Linked DNA regions of Sus scrofa: region 2 is linked to region 1. The links are chromatin contacts, called in public Hi-C maps. All regions are on one chromosome and are shown on one strand. The core of a region is the stretch at or near the end of the contact, and the rest is flanking DNA. Distances in the headings are between cores, read along the strand shown.

The links. Hi-C and Micro-C count contacts between places; a contact is called where the count stands out from the background.
Region 2: a contact with region 1 is called in a Hi-C map of retroperitoneal adipose tissue, with 2.6 times the contacts expected there. The contact joins the enhancer-like site here to the promoter of HNMT in region 1. A contact is called at or near these places in 6 of 47 Hi-C or Micro-C datasets (embryonic fibroblasts, liver, mesenteric adipose tissue and 3 more) and 2 of 2 datasets of contacts at active chromatin or transcription factors (alveolar macrophages and skeletal muscle).

Annotation. Positions count from the first base shown.
Region 1 is chr15:13,766,232-13,771,529 of Sscrofa11.1, forward strand. HNMT (histamine N-methyltransferase) reads right to left here and starts at 1,875. Exons shown (of 6, transcript NM_001244561.1): 1 at 1,727-1,875. The coding sequence starts at 1,863.
Region 2 is chr15:13,830,318-13,836,116 of Sscrofa11.1, forward strand. No RefSeq gene overlaps it. Among named protein-coding and RNA genes, the nearest start is that of HNMT, 65 kb to the left of the region's middle. Within about 2 kb of position 2,529, at least 3 of the 83 cell types and tissues checked have an H3K27ac peak or open chromatin away from gene starts, as enhancers often do. A contact at or near this core is called in retroperitoneal adipose tissue, where this site is marked.

The DNA.
Region 1 (5,298 bases), core at 625-3,124:
TACACAACTTAAATAGCAATTTTTTTTTTTTTTGGTCTTTTTAGGGCTGCACCTGCAGCATATGGAGGCTCCCAAGCCTAGGGGTCCAATGAGCTGCAGTCACTGGCCTACACCACAGTCACAGCAAAGCCAGATCTGAGCCAGGTCTGCAACCTACACCACTGCTCAGGGCAGTGCCGGATCCCCAGCCCACTGAGCAAGGCCAGAGATGGAACCTGCGTCTTCATGGTTACTACTCAGATTTGTTTCTGCTGAGCCACGACAGGAACTCTGAGTAGCAATTTTGAAGCCCTTTCAGCTAAATCTCATTCCCTATCACCTTTAGCAAAAAAAAAAAAATGCTGTTTTTAATAAATGGTACTTTGATTCAGATGATTTCTAACTGTATATTACCACTATAGTGCAAGCTTAATTATGCCTTTGAAAATTCTTCAGTATTTCGCAAATTTTACATTCAGTATTTCCAGTTAGATTGTATACACCTTGAAGACAGGGCAGGGGTCATAATCATTTGTTGTATTTTGTGCATTCAAAGTACATGTTCAAATCCAATTGACAGCTGAAGTAAACAAAGGATCTGCATAAGCCACAGACATGAACACAGATAGTTAATACGGCACAAGAACTCAAAATAACTCATTACCTTTAATTTTCTAAATGAACAAAAAGAAGTGAACTATGATTAGGTCCTAGATAAGAAATTATATTTGCTGTCTGCTTTGATTTTTGCATTGTTACCCTTTCACTTATTGTTAACATATTATATAGTACTCATTTTTTTAAAAAGCACACTTAAAAACTGAACCACGAAAAATAGAAGATAAAAGGGGAAACAAAATTCCATATACATCCAACAATGCCTTCTCTGGTCAGGCAGAGTTAACTATCCTGATGAAAGAAGTGCAGGCCTACAATAGGAAAATCCAGCAAAAGATAAAAATATCAGTTTCCTTTGCTGTTGCAAATTGGATCCACAGTCTTTTCTCCCCAGTTTTCCATCGTTATTTCCTGAAGCAGAGTAAGTTACAGCAACCCACCCCCAGATAGGTTATTTGATTATCTTTAGCATGTGGAATCTGTTACTCTCATAATGCTTATCAGCTCTGGCACAAATTGAACACATTAATCACCAAAAAAAGGAGTCTGGAGAAGGATAGGAACGAGCAAGTTTCACTGATAATGGGAAAATGCTTTTTCAGGGCCACATAGCTAATATTAAGTTGAAAGTAAAAGACAATTTTTTTTTTTAAGAGAGAGTGATAACTATAATAATGGATAAGGAAAATGAATTTAAATGGATAGTAAGAGAATTGAGAGGCATCCACCCACTCAATCCTCAGGGGTGAATAGTATTTGGTAATTATTTTGATTCTAATGAAAAGAACAATAGACTCCATTTGGGATTTTTTTTTTAGAGGGCTGAAAAATATGAGCTCAAAGATTTGGATATTATCTTTACCCCGAGGAACGTGGATTTGTGCCTTCAAATGGTTAACGCTTATCTCCCTGCAGCTGGAAATCCAGCACAAATCAGAGCCTTTGAATGTTTAAAGAGAGCATCGAACTGAAACGCGGCAGGAGAAGGGGGCGAGCCGAGCTGTTCTTAGTGCCTGCCTGGTTCTTATCCCCGCATCCAGCCTGCAGAGGCAGGCTCAACCCCATCTATCACTGCACAGAATGAGCCCGAGGCTCTTCCCTGGGATCAAAAAAGGCCTTGTTTTGTTACCTTGCTATTATGCCTGGTAGCTGCTTGTCCATGAATTCCTGCATGCACTGGTGTTCCGTGGAATTGTTGAGAAACCTCCGAAAAGATTCAACATATCTGCCGTGGTCAGAAAACAAGCTCCTCATGGAAGATGCCATGTTTGGTTTTCTGAGAAAGACAGGGAGGGAAGGAAGCTTTAACTTCCCTCTTCCCTTCTTTCTCTTCCTAGTTCCTTCTTTTTCTTTTCACCCCCACCAGTCTCTATCAAAAAAAAAAAAAAAAAAAAAAAAAAAGTCTTTTGAATTTAACGAGCTGGCAAGGCTGGGTGTGTGAAGCTCATTTCTGAGTCAGTATTTGTACAGGACTTTGGACTTGGCCACTGAGACTTTAACCCCTGCACAGGTGTTTTAGAAGAAGTATTAGTAGGAAAGCAAAGCAGTAAACCTGCGGCTAAAACTTGTTTCAGAACTCCAGAAGTTCAGAAAGTCCGAAAAACAGACTACATTCAAATCACTTCCTGCTTTGGCAGCAGCTGCCCCTAGTGAAATTCCAAATGGGAATGTGGCTGCTTTAAAGGGCCAAAGGCCATAAACACAGGAGTAAAGCAGCCTGTGCTAAGGCTGTAAACCACTTCCGGAAATATACAGCTGCTGAATCTTTGACAAAAGATTGTCATCTGCCCCCAAGCTTTCTTGCCCTTCACTAGAACCTTAAACTTCTCTACTTCATTTCTTCATATGCTGATTGACTTGTGACTGGGGGCACGGGGGGGAGGCAGAAAATGAGGGACCAGAGAGAGGATGCTCAGGGAAAGCAGGCAGGCCACCGAAATTCTTCAATCCATAGGAAGTCTTTCCTAAGTGCTTCTGAACATGGACTTGCAGAAAAATAAGATTGGAATTTTGGAAGAACTTTTGGAGACCCAGTGGTGTCACCAATCAAAAGACACAAAGTATTTTGAGTATCCAGGCCTTTTACCTGGGAAATGGTGTGTAAAAAAAGCCACCCCTTATCCAACATGGGACGTTAATAATAGCGTCGAACTCCTGGAGGAGTTACGGCAGTTAAATGAGTTAATTCCTCTCGGAAGTGTGTCTGTCTAAACCATTCCCTTCTGTTGTGGTCTGTGCAGGTGGGTTGGAAGAAGTATTGGGGTGAAAAGAAACAAGAGTTTGTTGAGCATGGTGAGGTGGAGAGAAAGCAGAGTTTATTGAGATGAGACTCTGTAGGAGCAGTAGGACAACTTCCTGATAATCGGGGAGAGACAGCAATAAGCACATAGTCCTGTCTGTTTTTATAACCCTGGGAGAAGAGAGATCTCTCAATAACACCTGCTGACCTGCTCACTGGTTGGGGAAAGAGGGGTCTTCCGATACACTTGCAGGTTGGTTGGGGGTATGTAAGTTCCCAATAGAAGTCAGTGAGGAGTGAGCCACATAACTTTTCTAGCTGGGGGCAGGAATGAGTAGGCCAGGTTGCTCAAGGTGGGGAAAGGAGTCTTACAAATAGACAGGTGGGGTGATGATAAAGGTCTGGTAATTCTTGTCTTGGCCAGAGACTTTGAGTTCAGTCTCCTCCAAGGGGCCTTGAAGCCCAACAAATTCCTCTAATTCAGTTCCAAAGCTGCCCTCCAAGCATTCAGCACTCACCTCAACCCTTTCCTATAAGCAATTCATGGTGTCACTACTCTGAGAGCCAGTGCTTTTATTCTAGAGGAAATAGGAAGTCTGGAAAGGCAGATTAATGTGGGTGTAGCTTCTGATGCTGCCACTAATGAACTGTGTGATCTTGATTGAAACTTAAGCTTCAGTTTGCTCATCAGAAATGAGAACAATGTATTACCTCTCATAGTGTTGTGGGGAAAATTATGTAGATAACATTTAAAGCAATTGCTCTATGGATATTGAGAACTGAGCTTCACGTCATTTGCACATGTCACAAGATATTACTCTTCTCCGGATTTTTCCAATTGTTTAAAAATGTAAAGCTTATTCTTGGCTCATGGGCTGTGCAACATCAGGTGCTGACCTGGTCTGGCCGACAGGCCCTAGTTGGCTGACCCTAATCTAGCTCCTAGGTCTCCATAAATGGGTTATTTAGCTTCCATCTCTCTGCAGCTAGCTTGGCCTTCCTCATACTGACTCTTGCGGCTTTTAATTCATCTGTTACTATTTTCCACTCTTCTCTTTAGAACTCAATCCAAATCATTCACTCATGTATTCGTCTACCAAACAAATACTTAGTAAGGGTCTACTCTGTGCTATTCTGCTGAAAAGAAATAACCTTGACCTCTATCTTCCTACTAAAAAGCTACCTTGCACTCAAATCTTCACCTGAGGCTATCACCTGACTCACTTGTGGCATCTTTCCCAACAATTTGCTCTTCATGTTGCTTCATTAAAGATTTCCTTTCCATTTGCACTGCTTCCATGACACTAAAACTGAGCAGGGCCTTGTGGGGCTCTTGCTCACAAGCCTTTCTGTGTCCCCCATTTCTTGTTTTTAGGGAATAAGCTTCAGCCTCCTTGACCTTCCCTGAGTTCCAAAGGACAGGCTCAAACAGTTGCTAATCAGGGAAGTGTGGGGTGGCGGGGCCAGGGTGGGGGCCGCGAAATGCAGAGACCAGGGAGGAGCAGTGAAGAAACAATAGTGCAGCCTTGAGGCAGGGTCCTGGTTCCTCTTCAAGGAATATATAACAATATCTTTGAGTTCTTCTGCCCAACTAAAACCCCCAACAAATGAAAACCAGAGAGGAGGACCACGAGAACCAGTCCTGGGGCCACTAACCACCAACTCTGAAGAAGAATGAAAGCTTGCATCTACCCCATCTTTATGTGTCCTTGTCCTATTTTCTACTTCTTTTTTTTTTTTTTTAATTTTTTTTTATTTTTTTTTTATTTTCCCACTGTACAGCAAGGGGGTCAGGTTATCCTTACATGTATACATTGCAATTACAGTTTTTTCCCCCACCCTTTCTTCTGTTGCAACATGAGTATCTAGACATAGTTCTCAATGCTATTCAGCAGGATCTCCTTGTAAATCTATTCTAGGTTGTGTCTGATAAGCCTATTTTCTACTTCTGAACTATAAAACCACTTCCTATTCTCTCCCAAAGGAGTGCACTGTCTTTAAGGCATCAGCCTGTTGTAGTCTCCTTTGCCTGGCAGAGAAATAAAGCTATTTTTTCCTCTTTCACCCAAAACTGTCTCCACATTTTTATTCAGCACTTGTGGACAGAGGCTGAGTTTTGCAGCAATACTTTGGGTCTGTCTGTCTGTCTCTCTTTTTCAACTGCAGTGCTGGTTTTCTCTCAGGCTTTCCTGCATTGGGAGTCATGCAGATCCTAGACAGTTTTTCTTTTTAAAAAACAAAACAAAACAAAAAAAAAAAAACACTGCCAATTTCAGTTTCTGAAAGCAGAGTTTTGATAGCACTCCACTCCCCCCCAAACATTTACTATCTTCTCACTGTCTCTCTCTTGTTAAATCCAAGACAATCTCTGAACCCTCCCTCCCCACAATTATCAACACTTATGTTTCAGCTTTCTTTAGACTTGCCATTGCATCCCTGCAGACTGTAATGCTTACCTGTAT
Region 2 (5,799 bases), core at 1,279-3,778, 65 kb after region 1:
CAGTGACTGCCCAAGGGCTTCTAGAACATTCTTTACTCTGAATTGTTAAGACCAGTCATGGCCTGTGGTTGATGGGATATTCGGGCCTGAGATGGATATATCAGGGATGCCTTAGGACATCCCAGGGAAGGTGATATTGCCCTAGTGCCTCTAACTTAAACTCTAGGAGTAATATCTCCTTTCCAATGCCCTCTTGCTCCTCTCCCACAATTCTAAACCAGCCCTGCCCCATGGGGGAATAATTCTACATCAAGCCTGGAAGTAACTTCCCTACTTATCAGTGTTCCTGGAGTTTCATGAGGATTCTGAAGACAGGAGACAGGTTTTGGGCTTCAAGAAGGTAGGAAGGCCATGGTGAGGAGAGAGATGAGAGGCAAGGCCATCGGTGTCAGGTTCTCTGGAAATTTGCAGCAAGTGGGACTAAAACAATGGCCCCAGACACAAAGGACAATCCAAAGTACTTACCTGAGCTATGGAAATACAAAATTAGTTGTTTAACCACTTTTGCATCTGTTTACTCATTTGTACATTCCACTTCACAACATCCATCATATAATCTAGTAAGAAAAAGCATGTTAGAGTTGCTGCTGTGGTACAACACATTCAGTGGTGTCTCTGGAGCACTGGAACACAGCTTTGATTCCTGGCCCTGCATAGTAGGCTAAGGATCCAGTGTTGCTGCAGCTGCGGTGTAGGTCAAAACTGTGGCTTGGATCTCATCCTGGCCACCTCCCCCCCCCAAAAAAAAAGAAGAAAAAGAAAGTAGAAAGAAAGAGTATCTTAAAGTGTTGGAAAGATTTGAAGGAGTATGTAAATATAATATACTATAGGGTAGATTATAGATTACACTTTTATTATTATTTCTCTTTCTCATTTGTATAGTTCCTGAGAAGTTTTATGAACCTTCAGTCAATTACTTTTCCTTCCCCACTTTATTTATGAGCATACATGTCTTCTTTAAGTTTTAAAACATCATTTCAAAGTTAATAAGTTTCAAAAATCTAGCCATGTCCTTTATTTGCTTACAATATTTTGTCTGGAAAAGTTGTTCTTAAAAATAAAATCAAAGGTTTGTTTACACAGTTGTAATATGATCAAGCCCAACTCTAAACAAATGCTTGCAGGCCAGCAGAACAAGTATGTCATGCAACATGGGTGACTTTCCCAGTGGATGATAATAATCCTTAAAGCTGTTATGAATTATTCTAGAAACCCATATTTAGAGACTTTTAAAAATGTAGATTATTGGCCTGAGAAACCATTTTGTCTCCAAAGGAATATTTGCAGGCTGTTGTGCAAATCTGCATTGGAGCTCCTTTCACATTATGATCTTAGTGAATTCTTGACCAGATGGACTTGAACAGCTGCCACCCATGCCCGGTAAGTCCCTTTGCTTGAGAAAACAAAATAGTTCATCTGTTTGCAATTCCTTCCTGAAAGTACACAAGGGCAATTTTCTACATTGTGAATTACTTCTATCAGAGCAACATTTTCCCTGAAAGGTCATAGCTCATTATGCTGTTTAGAAACAAACAGAAAATGAGCAGAAACATTTTCTTGAGGATTCTTATAATTTGCACCCAGAAGGGACAAGTTTCTTTTCAGATTAGTTTTTTTTTTTTTCCTTAAAAAATGTTCCTTAGTTGCCATTATGTTCCATCTGACATGGAAGGTTATAGCTAAGAAGACCCCCTCTGAAATAATGATGCCAGAGTTCCCATAGTGGGCACAGTGGAAATGAATCCAAGTAGAAACCATGAGGTTGTGGGTTTGATCACTTGCCTTGCTCAGTGAGTTAAGGATCCAGCATTGCCGTGAGCTATGGTGTAGGCTGCAAACACGGCTCGAATCCTGTGTTGCTGAGGCTGTGGTGTAGGCTGCCAGCTGTAGCTCCGACTAGACCCCTAGCCTGAGAACCTCCATATGCTGAGGGTGTGGACCTAAAAAGCAAAAAAAAAAAAAAAAAAAAAAAAACAAAGGAAATGATGCCTTACATTTTTATAACACTTTATACTTTTCAAAGTATTTTCAGACACATCTCATTTGATCATCAAAATAACATAGGCAGGGAAAGTGGATGTTTTTATTTGTTACTTTATAGATAAAGAAATCTATTCAATCCACAAATTTTATCTGAGTATCTACTAACTCCATTGGATTGTAGTAAGTATTAGAGAGGATTAAATAACGTGTTCCTAAAAGAGGAACCTATTTTGTAGATAAGACATAGAAACACAAACCTGAATAATATAAAAATGTGCAATGTATTTCAAAAGAAGATAAAAGGCAGTATATGGTTAAAATATTAGAGATACTTCTGGTGAACAAACTGTTCTAGAGGATTTGGGGAGATTTTTTAAAGCAGATGGTACCTAGAATATGTATGTCTGGAAGGAGGCTTAGAACTGTGGAACCCACAAGAATGTTTACTCTTTGGCATCACAATCATATACTCATATAACCTTATAAAATATAAAGATTTTTGCCTTTAGTTTATCCTAATAAGCTATGCTGGAACTGTTTTTCTAAGGCACCCTGGCCAAAATGCTGGGATACCCATAGTTTTTAGAAAACTCTATCTCATATGAAGTTGCCATCTCTATAATTCTACCCCTTGCTGACTGAAACAATAAAACATAAATTTATTTTGTCTTCCTGTGGAAAGCCTTTAATACATCTGTAGACTGCTATCAGGTCTGTCTTTAATCTTTTCTTCTTTCCATTAAATCTTTTAACCCCAGGGTCATTATTCTACTGCCAGACTCCTGTTCTTATTTGTCCAAATTATCTGTAACTTTTGCCATCTAACATTGATATGCTATTGTAGGCATGCAGAGTTAGAGAAGATCTTCCTTTCTGGGCTCTAAGTACTATAGTTGTCTTTCCAGTTCCCTTTCAGTATTTAATTTTAATATTGCTCATCATGAACACTTCTCACACATAAGCGCAAGTGTCATTTGGAATGCACTTAATTAATATGCCTGGGATGCATTATGAACATTTTCCCAAAGAACAACAGCCACTTTCATTGCATGCTTCCTCCGCTGCCTTTTTTCTTTTTCTTCTTTTCTTAAGTCAGTCATGATCTACACATATCTACCCAGATGATGCTTGCTTAGGGGATTTTTTAAAATACCAAAGTTCCAACATAATAGTGGTACTTGGTATTTTGTTTCTCAATGTTATTAACTGAGAAAATAAAAATTAATAGTTCATGCAAATGAATAAGCCAATACTGACCTCTGGTGTGTAGTGAAGAAATTGCTTACTGGATGAATGACTGGACCCTTGGGAAAAGTTTTAGGTTTTAGTGTTTTCTTCATCTTTGTTCAAGAAAAGAAATTTCCCTGAGTTGTAATTATAATGTGGAAATTGGGGACAATAAAACTAACTAAATAAATGGAGGGAATTCCTCTATGTTGGCTCTCTGTGGTAAGTAAGTAAAAAAAAGAAAGAACTAGTAATACTAGGTTAGCCACATTAGATGATGTTTTTGCCTGTCAGACCAACTGATTTGGTCAGTTTTTAAGCAAATGTTAGAACAATGAGTTGGTAAATGATTTCCCTTCTACTCTTGACTCCATATGAGTTATAGTGGTTTAATTAAAGGATAGTTTATTTACAATGTTGTGCCAATTTCTGTTGTATGGCAAAGTGACTCAGTCATATATACATTCTTTTTCTCATATTATCTTCAATCATGTTCTATCCCAAGAGATTAGATATAGTTCCCTGTGCTATATAGTAGGATCTCATTGCTTATCCATTCTAAATGTAATAGTTTGCATCTACCAACCCCAAACTCCCAGTCCATTCCTCTCTCTCTACCTTCCCCTTGACAACCACAAATTTGCTCTATATGTCTTGAGTCTATTTATATTTGGTGGGTAGGTTCATTTGTGCCATATTTTAGTTTCCACATATAAGTGACATTATATGGTATTTGTCTCTTTCTGACTTACTTCACTTAGTATGAGAATCTCTAGTTGCAGCCATGTTGCTGCAAATGACTTTATTTCATTCTTTTTTATGGCTGAGTAATATTATATTGTATATATGTACCACATCTTCTTAATCCACTCATTCTGTCAATGGAGAATGACATGTCTTGTTTTCTAATCTTGGCTATCACTGTTTGCAGATGACATGATATTATACCTATAAAATCCTAAAGACACTACCAGAAAACTGTTACAACTCATCAATAAATTTGGTAAAGTTGCAGGATACAAAATTAGTATACAGAAATTGATTGCATTTCTATATACAACAATGAAAGATCAGAAAGAAAAATTAGGGAAACAATCCTATTTATCATCACATTGAAAATGAATTGGGGGGCAGGGCAATATGGTGGAGGAGTAAGAGATTGTGCTCACCCTCTCCCACAAACACATCAAAAAAAAAAAAAAAAACACACCTACATGTAAAACAACTTGCACAGAACATCAACTGAATGCTGGCAGAACTTAAACCTCCAAAAAGGGTAAGAAACTTTTGACATAACTGGGTAGAACAAAAGAAAAAAAAGAGAGAGAAAAGGAATCTGGATGGGACTAGCATTCCCAAGAGGGAGCTGTGATAGAGAAAAGGAACCACATCCTGGGAAGCCACCTAACTGACGGAAAGAACAGCCAAGTTGGAGGTTACCTCAAAGTCGCCGAGAAAAGCACAGCAGCTGGAATGAGATCAGCAAAGCAGAGTGAGAGCTGCACAGATCATCTGAACCACTGGCCTGGATGCCACATCCTGAGGTGCTCACTCAGGGGCTGGGCACTGAGACTTAGGCTCCAGAGGTCAGTCCTGGGGAGAGGACTGGGGCTGGCTCTGTGGGGACAGCCTGAGGGGTTAAGGAGCAGCACACCATAGGGAGAGGAGGGGAACACCATGGCAGGGGGAACCCAGGAGAAGGTCCAGACCTGCAGGAGAGGCAAGGTGCAATTTTGGGGGAGGGCGGGAGGATGAGGGGCAGACAGCCACAGGCAACTCCCTGCACCAGAGTGTGCACAGGCACCTGTGGGCTCTCAGAGGGTGAGGGAGCTCTGGTGCAGGCTACAGGTGGTAAGAAGCCTCTTGCTCATTTAGGGGAGACTGGGCGCTTCTTGTACAGGCTGCTGGTGGCCAGGCACCTTGTGTGTGGGCTAAGGGCAGCAGGGGGCTAAGTGTGACATGGTGCCTCTTTTATGATCTACAGGTGGCAGTGACAGACAGACTGCCATGGTTGTCTCAGAGACAGAGGGAGGCATGGCTTGCCACCACTGGGGGCCTTTGAGTGGGCTCCACCTGTGACCCCAGTCACCTCAGGGGTTGGTAAAAAAAAAAAAAAAAAAAAAAAAAAAAAAAAGACGGCACTGCAACCAAGCACCATACACTGTTGCCCTTACTCCCCTGGAAATACACCCGCCCTGCAGCTGACACTGCCAAATGTTCTGGGTGATGCCCAGACAGTTGGTCATTGTCCCTTCCCAAGACCCTACAACTAGGAGTAGCTGGTACAGCACATCCTACATGGGCTAAGTGGGACAGGTTTCTTCTTGCATTGTGTGCAGGTGGTGGGGGCAAATCACCAGTTATCCCTGATTCCAGAGGTGGGCATGGCCCACTGCCACTGGGGATACCTGAACAAAAATCACTTCCAGGTGCAACCACCTCAGAGGGCACCAAAGAGGAGGACATTGTGGTGGGACACCACCTGTTGTTGCTCTCGCTTCCTTGGGAGCACACCCACCCTGCTTCTGCCACTGCCAAACACTCTGGGCAGTGCCCAGATGCTTGATTACTGTCCTTTTCCAGGAATCT